Linked DNA regions of Mus musculus: all the other regions are linked to region 1. Evidence: chromatin contacts called from public HiChIP or PLAC-seq data. All regions are on one chromosome and are shown on one strand. The core of a region is the stretch at or near the end of the contact, and the rest is flanking DNA. Distances in the headings are between cores, read along the strand shown. Region 1 holds the start of 2300002M23Rik (RIKEN cDNA 2300002M23 gene). Region 2 overlaps Ddr1 (discoidin domain receptor family, member 1). Region 3 has its middle 15 kb from the start of Gm32362.

Region 1 (4,192 bases), core at 978-3,477:
CGAGAGCAAGTACAGTGGAGGAAATGCAGTCACGTCTGTCCCGGGTGACTTTTGTCTTCACCTCTGAAGCTCCACCCTCCCCCCACCCCCCACCCCACCGCCGCTGCCCTCACTCCCATCTTGTGCCAGGATGCTGAGCTCCTCGGGAAACCAGAGGGTGGAGGGAGAGACCACAGTTCAACCAAAGGAAGGGGCTGTGTAAGCCCGTGAGAACAAAGCGGCGCGAAGCGGCTGTGGGGCTGCTGGCTGCGAGACGCAGCCTTCTCTTTTCTCTCCTCTTTTCTCTTAGTAGGCAAATGTTCAAAGTCTGTGACTGCGCATAAAGCGCTAAGTGGTGCGTGCGGGAGGAGATTGACTCACCCTCCGTTTCCCAGAAGAGCATCTGGGAATAAAAGAAAGCATAGGTCACACGACCTCCCCTAGCCCTGGGTTCTGTGAATGCAAAGGCATTTGTCCCTCCTGGCCTGGTGCCTGCTTGGTGCACTTCCTTGCTCCCTCCCTCCTGCCACAGGTGGTCTCTCAAAATTTCCGACCGTCCTGCCTCTCCAGCCTCATGGGAACCAACTCTGCCACCTGGACAGTGGTGAAAGCATGGAGTCAGCCCACCTTCAAATTCCTGGGCTTTGATCTTTCTTCCCCAAAAGATGAGGACAACAAGATGGCATGTACAGGGAACCCTAGAGAGGCATAGGGGTGGTTAGAAAAAGAGGAGGCCCCAGGTACACTACCGGTACAACCAGAAACTGACGCGGAGAGAAATCGATTTCAAGAACTGCTTGTATTTATTGGCGACCAGCTCTGGTCGACAGAGGAGGCTTTAAAAATGGAAAGAGAAGGAGAAACCACGTGACTGGGCCCAACTGAGCCCTAACCCCGCTGCAAACCAGTTGTGAGATTAGGGGGTGATCCCAGAAGAGCCAGGACGTTTGGCTCCTGGGGGAAGCCGATTCTGACCTTTAGTTCCCCAGCTACCTGCTGGATATCGACAATTGGGCCTCCGGCTGCCTGCTGGATACTGGCAATTGGCCCCCCAGGTCCCTACTGGGGGGTACTGACCATAACCGCCCCAGGGCCCTACTGGGGGGTACTGACCATAACCGCCCCAGGTCCCTACTGGGGGGTACTGACCATAACCCCCCCAGGTCCCTACTGGGGGGTACCGACCATTACCCCCCAAGATCCTTAATGGGTACCAACCATTTCTCCCCCAGATTCTTACTGGGTAAGGACCCCTACCCCCCAAACTAGTACCTGATACTAAACCATTGCTACCCCATATTCCAGAAGGATATGGCATGGGTCTTGTTCCCCACCCAGTTCCAGCCCCTCCACTTCCCCAGGATGTTCCAGGCCTTAGGATCCTCCCAGATGAGCCAGGCAGAAGCTTGTGGATGAGAAACCAGAATGGGCTCCGAGCAAAGGCTTCTGCCTCAGTTTCCAGTGAACTGGAACCAGGCTGCAGTCCAGCCTCGGAGTCCTGAGGGTAGGAAGCCGCTAGTGAAGGTTGCCTGAGCCGTGCAGAGGAAGCCTCAGGCAGACGACCGCCTCTGGAAAGGTATGGCAGGGCTTCTGGCAGCATTTGCTCTAACTGGTCCTCAGCAACAGCAGCCATCCCTTGCTGAGGGTCCTCTGAGGGCCAGGACTCCATGGGGGGCGGCCCCCAGAAGGGAGGCCCGTTGGGCACCTCAGAGCCGCCCTCAGGTAGAGCACCATCTTGTGGAGATTCGCTGAGCCTGGGAAGAACTCCTAGTAACTCATTATTCACAGGGTCTGGCTTGGGCTGAGGCTGTCCAGGGTTAAGGAGGCTGGTGAAGGAAGGTTGTCCCGAATGTGGGGAGGCTTTCTCCTCTGGTGCCCCAGTGCTCCGTGCAAAAAGACCTGAAGGAAACGGAAGAGAAAGCAGCCAATGGGTCAGATTTGGTGCCCGCTACTCTTTTGACTCGCTGGCCCCTTCGCTGAATGCCTGATTCTGTACTGGCACTCCCCACTTCCCTCGGGAACCTAAATGCACAACCTTCCAAAACTGTGCACACTCCTACCTTCACCTTCTCCCTTAATTCCTGTTCCCAAGGACCCCAGTACCCTGCATACCTGGCAGGCACAGACAGATCAGGAGCAAGCCCAGGGGAGCCCGGCTCCCACCTGCGTGGCTCTGCATCTTGCTCAGCTCCTGCTTCTGCCTGGGCCCCAAGAGAGCAGCCTTTATCCTGTTGGTCGGGTGGAGGACAGCAGAAACAGTCTGGGAACAGTGGTTATAGAGACAATGAATCTGCCCAGTCCACCCTCATTCTTGATTCGGTCTGTGGCAACAGGTGTCACTTGAAAGTTCCTGAGGAACTGGGTGTTCCTCACCTGGCTACTTCCTGGTACTCCCTGCCCCTTCCTCACCCAGGTGCTCTACCATTATAGAGCACCCGGGTGCTCTATAATGCTCTACCATTATATAGACTATGATCAATTGTTGGCATGCAAACAGCCAACAATTGATCATAGTCTATATAATGTATCAAATGATCATAGTCTATATAATGTATCAATTGATCATAGCCTATATAATGTATCTGTCATTGACTAATAGCCTCCTCCACTTTCTGGGAAGCTAGTCAGCTATTCGTCCCTCATCAGTTCATTGTCAGAGGGGACTTAGGACTTGCATCCCCCTTGAGGGTACCAAGCAGAGGTTTAAGTTCTCCTGTAGTAAGCTTAAGATGAGGTCTTAGCTGATTAATGTCTCTTAACAACCTTCGAAAATCATTTAGAGTAACTAAATTATTTTTTCTTACTTGAATTTTCTGTGCTGCAATTTGTTCAGGCTGTAACTTATGTTCCAAATATTGAAAAAAAGAATTTGCCCTTGAATCTTTTCTGGAGCAACAACTACTCCAAAATGTTAAAGCTCATTGTATAAGAGCAAAGCCTTGTAGTAAAATTCCATCAGAGGGATCAGCTAATAAAATACCATCTACATATGAATACTATACACCGAAAAATTCCCAAGTCCTAACTTCTTGTATTGAAGCAGCGACAAAAATTTTTTACATAAAGTATGGATGGCTATTAGTCATTCCTTGAGGCAAAACTTTCCAATGACATCGCTTCATGGGCTCTTTAAAACTACAAACTAACTAAAAGCAAACCCTTTACATCATCAGGATGCAAAGGAATAAAGAACAATCCTCCAAACCCATCATAATTCTGTGTGGAGTAGGCAGGCCAGACTGCAATGCCCCTACAAGCTCCATAGTTTTATTAACCTTTCTCAAATCCTGCAACAATCTCAATCTGCCGGATTTTTTTCTTAATTACAAATATGTGCTAGTTAGAATCCTGAGCCTGTGCTCGAACTACAAGCTGCAGCCAATGGAACACTGGCAGTTTAACCATAATTTTTAAGTCTCTCTTATAACACAGGAGCACAACCACAATTTTGGCAAGCAAAACCTAATTTTAATAGTGTAAACAATCCGTTTCTTTAAAATCAACACCAAAAGCATGACTTTCACGTTACAAGGTTTTTAAGTGTCTCCCTACTTTTGAACTGCAGTTAGGGAGCCTGAGTCATTCTGAGATGGCGGCCCAGAACACGCAAGAACTTTGGAAAGCAAAGCTCAACCTCTAACAACCCAGTCTCTCCAAAAAACACCAGGTAAAGCACCTCCATGCGACAATGTTTGGCTGCCCATTCCTGCACACGAACGCAAGACGGTGCAGCCTCCAATACCTCCAAGAGACAGACACTGCCCTAAATCCTATCTTTTATAAGTCTGGTTTCTAGGATAAGAATTACATACAATATTACCCAATTTGGTGTATCTTTAGAGACCTGTTTCCATGGGTTGAGTCATGTCACATTACTCCAATCCGGTTACCAGTTTTTTGTTTTTTTTTTTAATTAGGTATTTTCCTCGTTTATATTTTAAATGCTATCCCAAAAGTCCCCCATACCCACCCCCCCAATTCCCTACCCACCCACTCCCCCTTTTTGGCCCTGGGGTTCCCCTGTACTGGGGCATATAAAGTTTGCAAGTCCAATGGGCCTCTCTTTGCAGTGATGGCCGACTAGGCCATCTTTTGATACATATTCAGCTAGAGACAAGAGTTTCGGGGTACTGGTTAGTTCATATTGTTGTTCCACCTATAGGGTTGCAGTTCCCTTTAGCTCCTTGGGTAATTTCTCTAGCTCCTCCATTGG
Region 2 (4,192 bases), core at 1,196-3,695, 110 kb before region 1:
AAGAAACTGGGAAGGAGGGCTGGAGAGATGGCTCAGCAGTTAAAAAGCACCCACTGCTTTTCCAGGGGTCCTGAGTTCAAATCCCAGCAACCACATGGTGGTGGCTCACAACCATCTGTAATGGGATCTGATGCCCTCTTCTGGTGTGTCTGAAGACAGCTACAGTGTACTTAGATATAATAATAAATAAATCTAAAAAGAAAGAAAGAGAGAGAGAGAGAGACAGAGAGAGAGAGAGAGAGAGAGAGAGAGAAACTAGGAAGGAACAGTAGTGGATGGGGAAAGTGGTCCAGGAGCCAAGGGTGTGGGTGCTAGGATGGAGGGGTAAGAGTTAGGATGGGACTGGGGGGGTTAGGTTAGGATGGAGGCTCAGTACCAGCATGAGGAAGGGAGGAAGAAGAAGAGGAGGAGAGGGCCAGAGTATGGGGCAGCGGGAGGCAGGAACAGAGGAGCAACTCAAGGGGTGCAGTCAGGAGAGGGGATAAATCTACTCCCACTGAGATTTTTCTCTGCTTTTCTTGCCTTTTTGTGTGCCAGGGGAAGTTCACAACAGCCAGTGACGTTTGGGCCTTCGGAGTGACCCTGTGGGAGGTGCTGATGCTCTGCAGGTCCCAGCCCTTTGGGCAGCTTACAGATGAGCAGGTTATCGAGAATGCCGGCGAGTTCTTCAGGGACCAGGGCCGGCAGGTCAGAGCCGAGGGGAGGGATGTGGCCCAGGTGGGCAGAGCATGCTGTTACAGGAACTAAAGGTCATCTGTCCCTGCCTATCTATCATTCACATTTCCCTCGCAGGTCTACTTGTCCAGGCCACCCGCCTGCCCACAGACCCTGTATGAGCTGATGCTCCGGTGTTGGAGCCGGGAGCCCGAGCAGCGGCCGCCCTTCGCCCAGCTTCATCGGTTCCTGGCGGATGATGCGCTCAACACGGTGTAAACTCAGGACCCGGCAGCCCTTTCCCAATGGGAGCCATCCAGGGGAAGCTGGACTCGAAAACCAGAGAAGCCTATGGCACCGCACCCCACCGTCTCCATACTTGCCCATTCCCAAGAGGCAGTGTCTCTGCGGGTGGGCTGGGCCTGCCCGAGGAGCAGATACACACACTCCCTTCCGTTTCTTCCTTCCATCTGCCAAGTGCCACCCTCCCAGCTGGCCCTGTGGTTGGGATCCTGCCTGACTTCTTCCAGCTATCCCCTTGGGGAAGAACGGGGGCAAATGCTGGGCGTACACTGGACAAGGCCCACTGGACAACACTGGTTCCTGGGAGGTGACGGTGCCCCCCAGCTTTCTTCTTGTCACACACTGGACGCCGCCAGCTGAGAATTAGAGGGGTGAGGGGGACAAGGACGGCCAACCCCTACAGCGGTCCTCAGCCCTGGCTTCCTTCTGTTCCGCCCCCTGACACACTGGACCTGGGGGCGATCCCTGCCGTTGATCCTCAGTCACACACCCCTCCTTCTCACCTGCCATGCTGCAGCTAGAACTTCGCAAAGCCTCTATGTTTCTGTGGAGTAAATATTAGGATGGGGAACAGAGGGAGCAATAGCTTGAGGCTGGGGGTGGGGATTTCTATTGTAGCTACCACATTGGTTTTTCTATAATCACGCGGGGTTTGTACATTTTTTGGGGGGAGAGAAACACAGATTTTTACACTAATATATGGACCTAGCTTAAGGCGATTTTAATCCCCTGTCCTAGGCAGGTAATAATAAAAGTTGAGTTGTTTTTTGTTTTTTGTTTTTCCACAGCTGTGGGTGTATTTCCTGGGGTTTGGGTAATACCTGCCTCCTGGCTGTGGTCCAGTGTGGGTCTATCATCGCATAATCCAGACCTGTTGCCAGTTGGGCCATGAGAGCCACTCAGGTGCTCTACACGGGGAATGTGAATAGTGGTGTCCTTTGGTGGCAGGTCAAAGGTGCCATGGAAGCCATTGGGAATTCTGTTCTGGCTCATCATAAAGGGCAGTGCTAGTTATTAAAAATGGAGGTGTGGGTTCTTGTTCTGCTTGTCCAAATTCTAGGATTCTGAGGGCTGGGAGACCCAGGTGATCTCCGAGTTAGGTTTTGAAAGTATGAGACACCTGGGTGAAAGGCACACCAATGAGCCTGTAGGAGCAAGCTGCAGCCAGTGTGAAGGCCTCAAAGAGTTCACTTTGGGTGGTAAACAAAAAACCAAAAGACAAAAACAATCCCATGGCGGGCTTGAAGGAAACAGCTCCATCTTCGTAGCCGTTCCCATGAAATAAGGACCCTGGGGTTTTGGTTGATGATATTCACAAAGTCAGTCAAATGGATAATGAGGAGGACGGAAAAGGTAAATTCAATCTGAGATGGAATTAATGGGCTCTCAGGGGCCAGGCCACAAATCTAGCAGCCTTGCTAAAGCTACATAGGTCAGACTGCCTTCAGATTAAGGCCGACATTGATGGGCTAGAGTTCAGAGGTCAGACGTTAGAATAATAAGCAGTGGAGTCCCGGGCAGGGAGCCACAGTTCCCCGAGCTCTGCCCAGACTTGCTCTAAGCATTAGAGCGACGTAACTCTAGGTTCTTGTGATGTTCAGTGTGAGCAGGTCCAAACCTGCCCCTCTCCCAGGATGGTGGCAGCATCCACTCAGCAGCACCTGTATCATCCTGGATCCTTGCTGCAGAGTCCAGCATGAAGCTCACAGGTCTGCTTGCCAGATCTCTCTTTTTTCTTTTTCTAAGATGTATTTATTTATTTTATGTGAAGAGGGCATTGTGGATCCACCATGTGGTTGCTGGGAATCGGACTCATGACCTCTGGAAGAGCAGCCAGTGCTCTTAACCGCTGAGCCATCCCTACAGCCCCACAGATCTCCATTCTTTCTCCACATCTCCGCTTGCCCTGGCACATACTACAACACTGTAGTCTCCTAGCTAGTAAGCCAGGACTGTTCTGACCCTTTCTGGTTTGTCTTTGGTTCTGCAACCATGGAGACCTTGCTCTGAGACTGGGTCTTAACAAAGCCCAGACTTGTCTATCTCATCTTGCATAACCTGGAAGTGATTCTCCTGCCTTCGCTTCCCAGGTGCTGGAATTAGAGGCTCACAACACCACACCTGGTCCTCTGTATTTTTTATTTTAAAAATTATTACATTTATTCATTTAGTGTGTGTGCACGTGCCACGGTGTGTGCATGTGGAGGTTAGAGAACAACCTGCAGAAGTTGGTGGTCTCTTTCCATCATGCGTGTCCTGGGTATAAGACTCAGACGTGGTGGCAACTGCTGCCATCTAGCCACCACCTGTAAAATTTTGTATTACATTTTTCTTATTTTATATGTATGTATGTATGATGGGGGATTGAACCCAGGACCTTGTACATGCTAAGCAAACACTCTACCACTGAGCTATATACTCCCAGTCTCCCCCTCACTCCCTCCTTGGGATCTTTATTTTTTTTTGTTTTCAGACAAGGTCTCACTGTGTAGCCTAGGCTGGCCTGGCTCCCTATGTAGATCAGGTTGCCACTGAACTCAGAGATCTACCTTACTCTGCTTTATGTATGCAGGAATTAAAGGTGTGGGCCACCATGCCCAGCAGTTGTTTGCTTTGAGTTAGGACCTCACTCCTCCTGTCTCCAGTCTCCTGAATGCTTAAATTAGAAGTGTGTTCCACCAAGTCCACTTCTGGTTGACCTTTTAGGAACAAAACCTTGTCTGAGGCTGGCTGGTTCCTACGTCCTATGCAGTACCATTCTCCTGTGTATACCAACCACAGCACTTCCTCTAAGTGCTCTAAGGGCCGCAGACCTTCCTGGCATATGTATGGCCTTTGTAGCATGGTTTTGTCCCCTGCAATAGTATTCCCTGGGGTCTGCTTTGTTAGCTGCTGCTAGCCCTTCATCAGTCTCCTCTGGTCAGGCCAAACCCCAGTGATGCTCTTCAGCCCAGCAATCTCTGCTTTGCTCAGTTATATGTGCAATTTCACATGTTTTGGGTATGTGTCTTTACAATATGTTTCTTTGAGCCGAGCGTGGTGGTGCACGCCTTTAATCCCGGCGCTTGGGAGGCAGAGGCAGGCGGATTTCTGAGTTTGAGGCCAGCCTGGTCTACAAAGTGAGTTCCAGGACAGCCAGGGCTACACAGAAAAACTCTGTCTCGAAAAACAAACAAACAAAAAAAACCAATATGTTTCTTTGACTATTGGATTATAAGCTGCAAAATGGCTAATT
Region 3 (4,192 bases), core at 1,079-3,578, 77 kb after region 1:
ACATGGTGGCTCACAACCATCCATAAGGAAATCTGACGCCCTCTTCTGGAGTGTCTGAAGACAGCTACAGTGTACTTACATATAATAAATAAATAAATAAATATTTAAAAAAAAAAAAGAAGAAATTCTCTCAAAAGAGCCCCGCCTCCTCCTCCTGTGGCTCACCCCACTGAGGTTGCCTATCACTTCATAAAAGACAAAACCAGGCTCTCCAGCCCTTGGTGGATGCAGCTAGTGGCCTTAGGTTGCTCTTCCTCTTGTCATTCTTCTGCTTGGAGGCTGACTGCTCTCAGCTTTCCTTGGTGGCTCCAGGTTCTGTAGTTCTTCTGGTGGTTTCCTCATGGCTCCTCCTGCCTCACACTGCAAATGATTCAGGGCCTGACAGACTAGCCTTCCATCCCCTTCACTGGCCTTCTTTGTCTTTTTTTTTTGTCTCTTAAAGCTCTCATCCTCATCCCTGCATACAGAGGACCTTTCTTCTTTCTTTCTTTCTTTCTTTCTTTCTTTCTTTCTTTCTTTCTTTCTTTCTTTTCTTTGTTTTGCTTTTTCGAGACAGGGTTTCTCTGTATAGCCCTGGCTGTCCTGAAACTCACTTTGTAGACCAGGCTGAGAAATCTGCCTGCCTCTGCCTCCCAAATGCTGGGATTAAAGGCATGCTCTACCACACCTGGCACAGAGGACCTTTCTTGAACTCACCTCCTAGTACTTTCCAACAGCAATCCTTCAGAGGATCATCCCACTTCCTGTAATAAGAGTCAGTTTCAAGGCTTGGCTGCTGTGGAAACCCAAGGCACCTGCCTAGGATTTATTAAAAGAACTAGATAGATAGACATCTCTCATCCAGTGCTAGTAGCGTGGATTTCTGGGAAAACTTCTAAGCCAGGGGCTGGAAAGATATCTCAGCATCTTGCAGAGGACTCAGTTTCAGTTCCCAGCATCCTTGTGGTAGCTCAGAACCATCTGCAACTTCAGTTCCAGGGGGGGTCTGTTGCTTTCTTCTGACTTCCTTAGGTACTGTGCACATATATACAAACAGGTAAAACAAAAACAAAAGCAATCAACACACACACACACACATCCCTCACATACATAAAATTAATCTAAAAAAATTTACGCCAGGCAGTAGTGGCACATGCCTTTAATCCCAGCACTTGGGGGCAGAGGCAGGCAGATTTCTGAGTTCCAGGCAAGCCTGGTCTATACCGGGAGTTCCAGGACAGCCAGGGTTATACAGAGAAACCCTGTCTCAAAAAACCAAAAAAAAACAAAAAAACAAAACAAAACAAAAAAACCCACAAAAAACAAAAACAAAATACAAAAAAAACCAATCAAAACAAAAAAAACAAACCAAACAAAAAATAAACAAAAACAAAAACAGATTTCAAAACAAAGATTATTTTTCAATGTAGGGTATCTCTGTGTGGCTCTGGATGTCCTGGAACTCATTTTGTAGACCAGGGTAGCCTACAAACTCACAGAGATCTACTTGCCTTGGCCTCCTGGGTGCAGGGTTTAAAGGCATACCACTGCCCGGCTAAGAATCAAAAGTATTTCTGAACTCCTTTTGCTTATCTGTAGACCAGAAATTAAACATTCTAGGAGAACATAGCTCCTTGGTAAATGTTACAAAGTATCTTAGGGGAGGACTCTGCAGTTCTTCTCTACTCTGGCCTCTCCTGTGTTTGCAGAGCCTGGCTTTCTGGCTTCCTGTTGCCTGGAGAGCCCTCCACTGGTATCTTTCTCAGTCAAGCCTGTCTGCTTCCAAGGCAGAATTAATTCTCTCTCCCACCCCGAGAGAGGATCCCAGGCTGCTATACAGTCTGCTGCCTCAGCATATAGATTTTATGGATCTGCTTAGCAGTTCTCCAACAGGAGACAGCCTCCAAGATCACGACTCATTTATCTTCCTGACCCTTAAATCAAGTAGGAAGCAGGTATTAGAAAGTCAGTTTCATAGAAACCTCATTTCTCTGTCCACCTCTTTCCAAACGGAACTGTTGGGAGAGGATAAATTAGAGAGTCAAAGGTATTAGAGGGCAGGTAAGATTGCTCACACTAGTGGCTCCATCACTTCAGAGGCTGAAGGCAGGAGGATTTCCAGTTCTAGGTCAGCTTGGCGACATACCCAGACCCTACTTAAATCACAAACCATCACGACAGGTGTGGAATTCATTGTAGATGTACCATCAATCTGCCTCTGAGAGGCAACCAGTCTCTGGGGGACCCTGTCTTACCTGGGCTCCTGGAAGGCTCACAGGGCTGTATAAAGGCTGCAGAATAGGGAAGGGCATTGTTCTCCGGAAGGGCAAGCTTTCTACACAATGGAGCACATTTGAGCCCTTAAGTCATTAGCGCTTTGTGAATGGGGACCAATGGTAGCAGCTGTGGTGCACACAGCCTGTCCTGTGAAGCTGGGTCTGGTGCAGCCTGGGTTGGGACTCAGCAGAACTGCAAGTAGAGACAGTGGACACTATACTCACGTGGTGCCCGGCAGCCCCTGGCTTCACTTCTGCCAAGAGCGAGTCAGACTGAATGCTGGGCACCTAGTGCATCTTCTCTCCTGTACCTGGCATAAACCTTCGGGACCCCAGCAGCAAAGGACAGCTTCCCAGGACAAAGAAGTCAGAGGGAGTGGGGACACAGGACATGGAGAGCCCCCAAAAGCCCAATACAGAGACAGGTTCCCTGAAGCTGAAGCTCACCTTTTTTGTTTTTGTTTTTTGAGACAGGGTTTCTCTGTGTAGTCGTCTCTTTTTCTTCTTTTTTCTTTTTTAAGATTTATTTATTTTATGTATATGAGTAGACTGTAGCTCTATTCAGACACACCAGAAGAGAGCATCCGATCCCATTACAAATGGTTGTGAGCCACCATGTGGTTGCTGGGAATTGGACTCAGGACCTCTGGAAGAGCAGTCAGTGCTCTTAACTGCTAAGCCATCTCTCCAGCCCCTAGGTGTGTGTTTCCATGTGAGATTGTACACCTGAGTGCAGGGGTCCCCAGGAGTCAGAGGTATCCAATATCCTGGATTTGAAGTTAGAGGTGGTGTGAGACACTGTGGGCCGTAGGAAGAGCTCTGGTCCCACTCATGTACCTCAGGCTGACTTGTTGTCACCCACTGTGATGGTTTACCCTAATCGGCTCCAGGCATGCTGGTGCATGTCTGACTGTAGATTGAGCACTCTGGGAAGCAGAGGCAAGCAGATCAATGAGAGTCTGAGTATAGCCTGGTCTACATTTCAAGTTGTAAGAAAGAAAGATGTTGGGCTGGAGAGATGGCTCAGTGGTTAAGAACACCAACTGCTTTTCCGAAGGTCCTGAGTTCAAACCCCAGCAACCACATGGTGTCTCACGACCATCCTTAATGAGATCTGATGCCCTCTTCTGGTGCATTTGAAGACAGCTACAGTGTACTTAGATATAATAATAAATAAATCTTTTTTTTTAATTAAAAAAAAAAAAAAAAGAAAGAAAGAAAAGCCGGGCGTGGTGGTGCATGCCTTTAATCCCAGCACTCGGGAGGCAGAGGCAGGCAGATTTCTGAGTTGGAGATCAGCCTGGTCTACAGAGTTCCAGGACAGCCAGAGCTACACAGAGAAACCTTGTCTCGAAAAACCAAAAAGAAAGAAAGAAAGAAAGAAAGAAAGAAAGAAAGAAAGAAAGAAAGGAAGGAAGGAAGGAAGGAAGGAAGGAAGGAAGGAAGGAAGAAAGAAAGAAAGAAAGAAAGATGTCAACATGACAGGATCTAGTATGACCTGGGCTGGGAAAGGAGCTCTGAGCCTGCCAGCTAAGGGTTATCTTGATTAGGCTAGGCCTCCAGGCATAGCTGTTAGGTTAGGTTAATTAAACATGGGAAGAGTCACGGGAGGGAGTTATGGCAGCACTAGTCCTGTGGCCTGGGATCCCGGGCTGACAAGCAGAACAAGAAGGAGGTAGGGAGTTGGCTCACTCCTAAGAAGGGTTTCTGTAAACACAAAAGGAGTTGAGTTAGATTCCCCCCCCCATTCCCACACCCCGGGCAACCACATAAAAGTTGGGCAGGGCTGTATCTGCCTGCCATCTCAACACAGGGCAGAGACAGATCCTGGGAGCCTAACCCAAAAAAGGTGAGCTGGCGTGGTGGCGCACTCCTTTAATCCCAGCACTCGGGAGGCAGAGGCAGGCAGATTTCTGAGTTCAAGGGCAGCCTGGTCT

The links. HiChIP or PLAC-seq counts read pairs in DNA pulled down with a chosen protein or histone mark.
Region 2: an H3K27ac HiChIP or PLAC-seq map of embryonic stem cells shows a contact between it and region 1, with 7 read pairs. The contact joins the enhancer-like site here to the promoter of 2300002M23Rik in region 1. A contact is called at or near these places in 11 of 39 promoter capture datasets (the 3T3-L1 cell line, 3T3-L1-derived adipocytes, the SN4741 cell line and 6 more), 1 of 15 datasets of contacts at CTCF or cohesin (the NIH/3T3 cell line), 1 of 484 Hi-C or Micro-C datasets (embryonic stem cells), 7 of 115 datasets of contacts at active chromatin or transcription factors (the NIH/3T3 cell line, embryonic stem cells, extraembryonic endoderm stem cells and 2 more) and 4 of 9 other capture datasets (adipose tissue, liver, macrophages and 1 more).
Region 3: a contact with region 1 is called in an H3K27ac HiChIP or PLAC-seq map of embryonic stem cells, with 9 read pairs. The contact joins the enhancer-like site here to the promoter of 2300002M23Rik in region 1. A contact is called at or near these places in 4 of 39 promoter capture datasets (cranial neural crest, frontonasal cranial neural crest and liver), 2 of 15 datasets of contacts at CTCF or cohesin (both in embryonic stem cells), 22 of 484 Hi-C or Micro-C datasets (the G1E-ER4 cell line, the HL-1 cell line, cerebellar granule neurons and 8 more), 8 of 115 datasets of contacts at active chromatin or transcription factors (embryonic stem cells, epiblast stem cells and pancreatic cancer cells) and 3 of 9 other capture datasets (adipose tissue, liver and pancreatic islet).

Annotation. Positions count from the first base shown.
Region 1 is chr17:35,565,520-35,569,711 of GRCm38.p6, reverse strand. It overlaps 2300002M23Rik (RIKEN cDNA 2300002M23 gene), which reads right to left and starts at 2,227. Exons shown (of 2, transcript NM_175148.3): 1 at 2,092-2,227; 2 at 767-1,878. The coding sequence starts at 2,158. The coding sequence ends at 896.
Region 2 is chr17:35,679,119-35,683,310 of GRCm38.p6, reverse strand. It overlaps Ddr1 (discoidin domain receptor family, member 1), which reads left to right. Exons shown (of 18, transcript NM_001198833.1): 17 at 538-687; 18 at 793-1,744. The coding sequence ends at 933. Among named protein-coding and RNA genes, the nearest start is that of Gtf2h4, 7.5 kb to the right of the region's middle. Within about 2 kb of position 2,445, at least 13 of the 459 cell types and tissues checked have an H3K27ac peak or open chromatin away from gene starts, as enhancers often do. A contact at or near this core is called in embryonic stem cells, where this site is marked.
Region 3 is chr17:35,488,702-35,492,893 of GRCm38.p6, reverse strand. No RefSeq gene overlaps it. Among named protein-coding and RNA genes, the nearest start is that of Gm32362, 15 kb to the left of the region's middle. Within about 2 kb of position 2,328, at least 22 of the 459 cell types and tissues checked have an H3K27ac peak or open chromatin away from gene starts, as enhancers often do. A contact at or near this core is called in embryonic stem cells and epiblast stem cells, where this site is marked.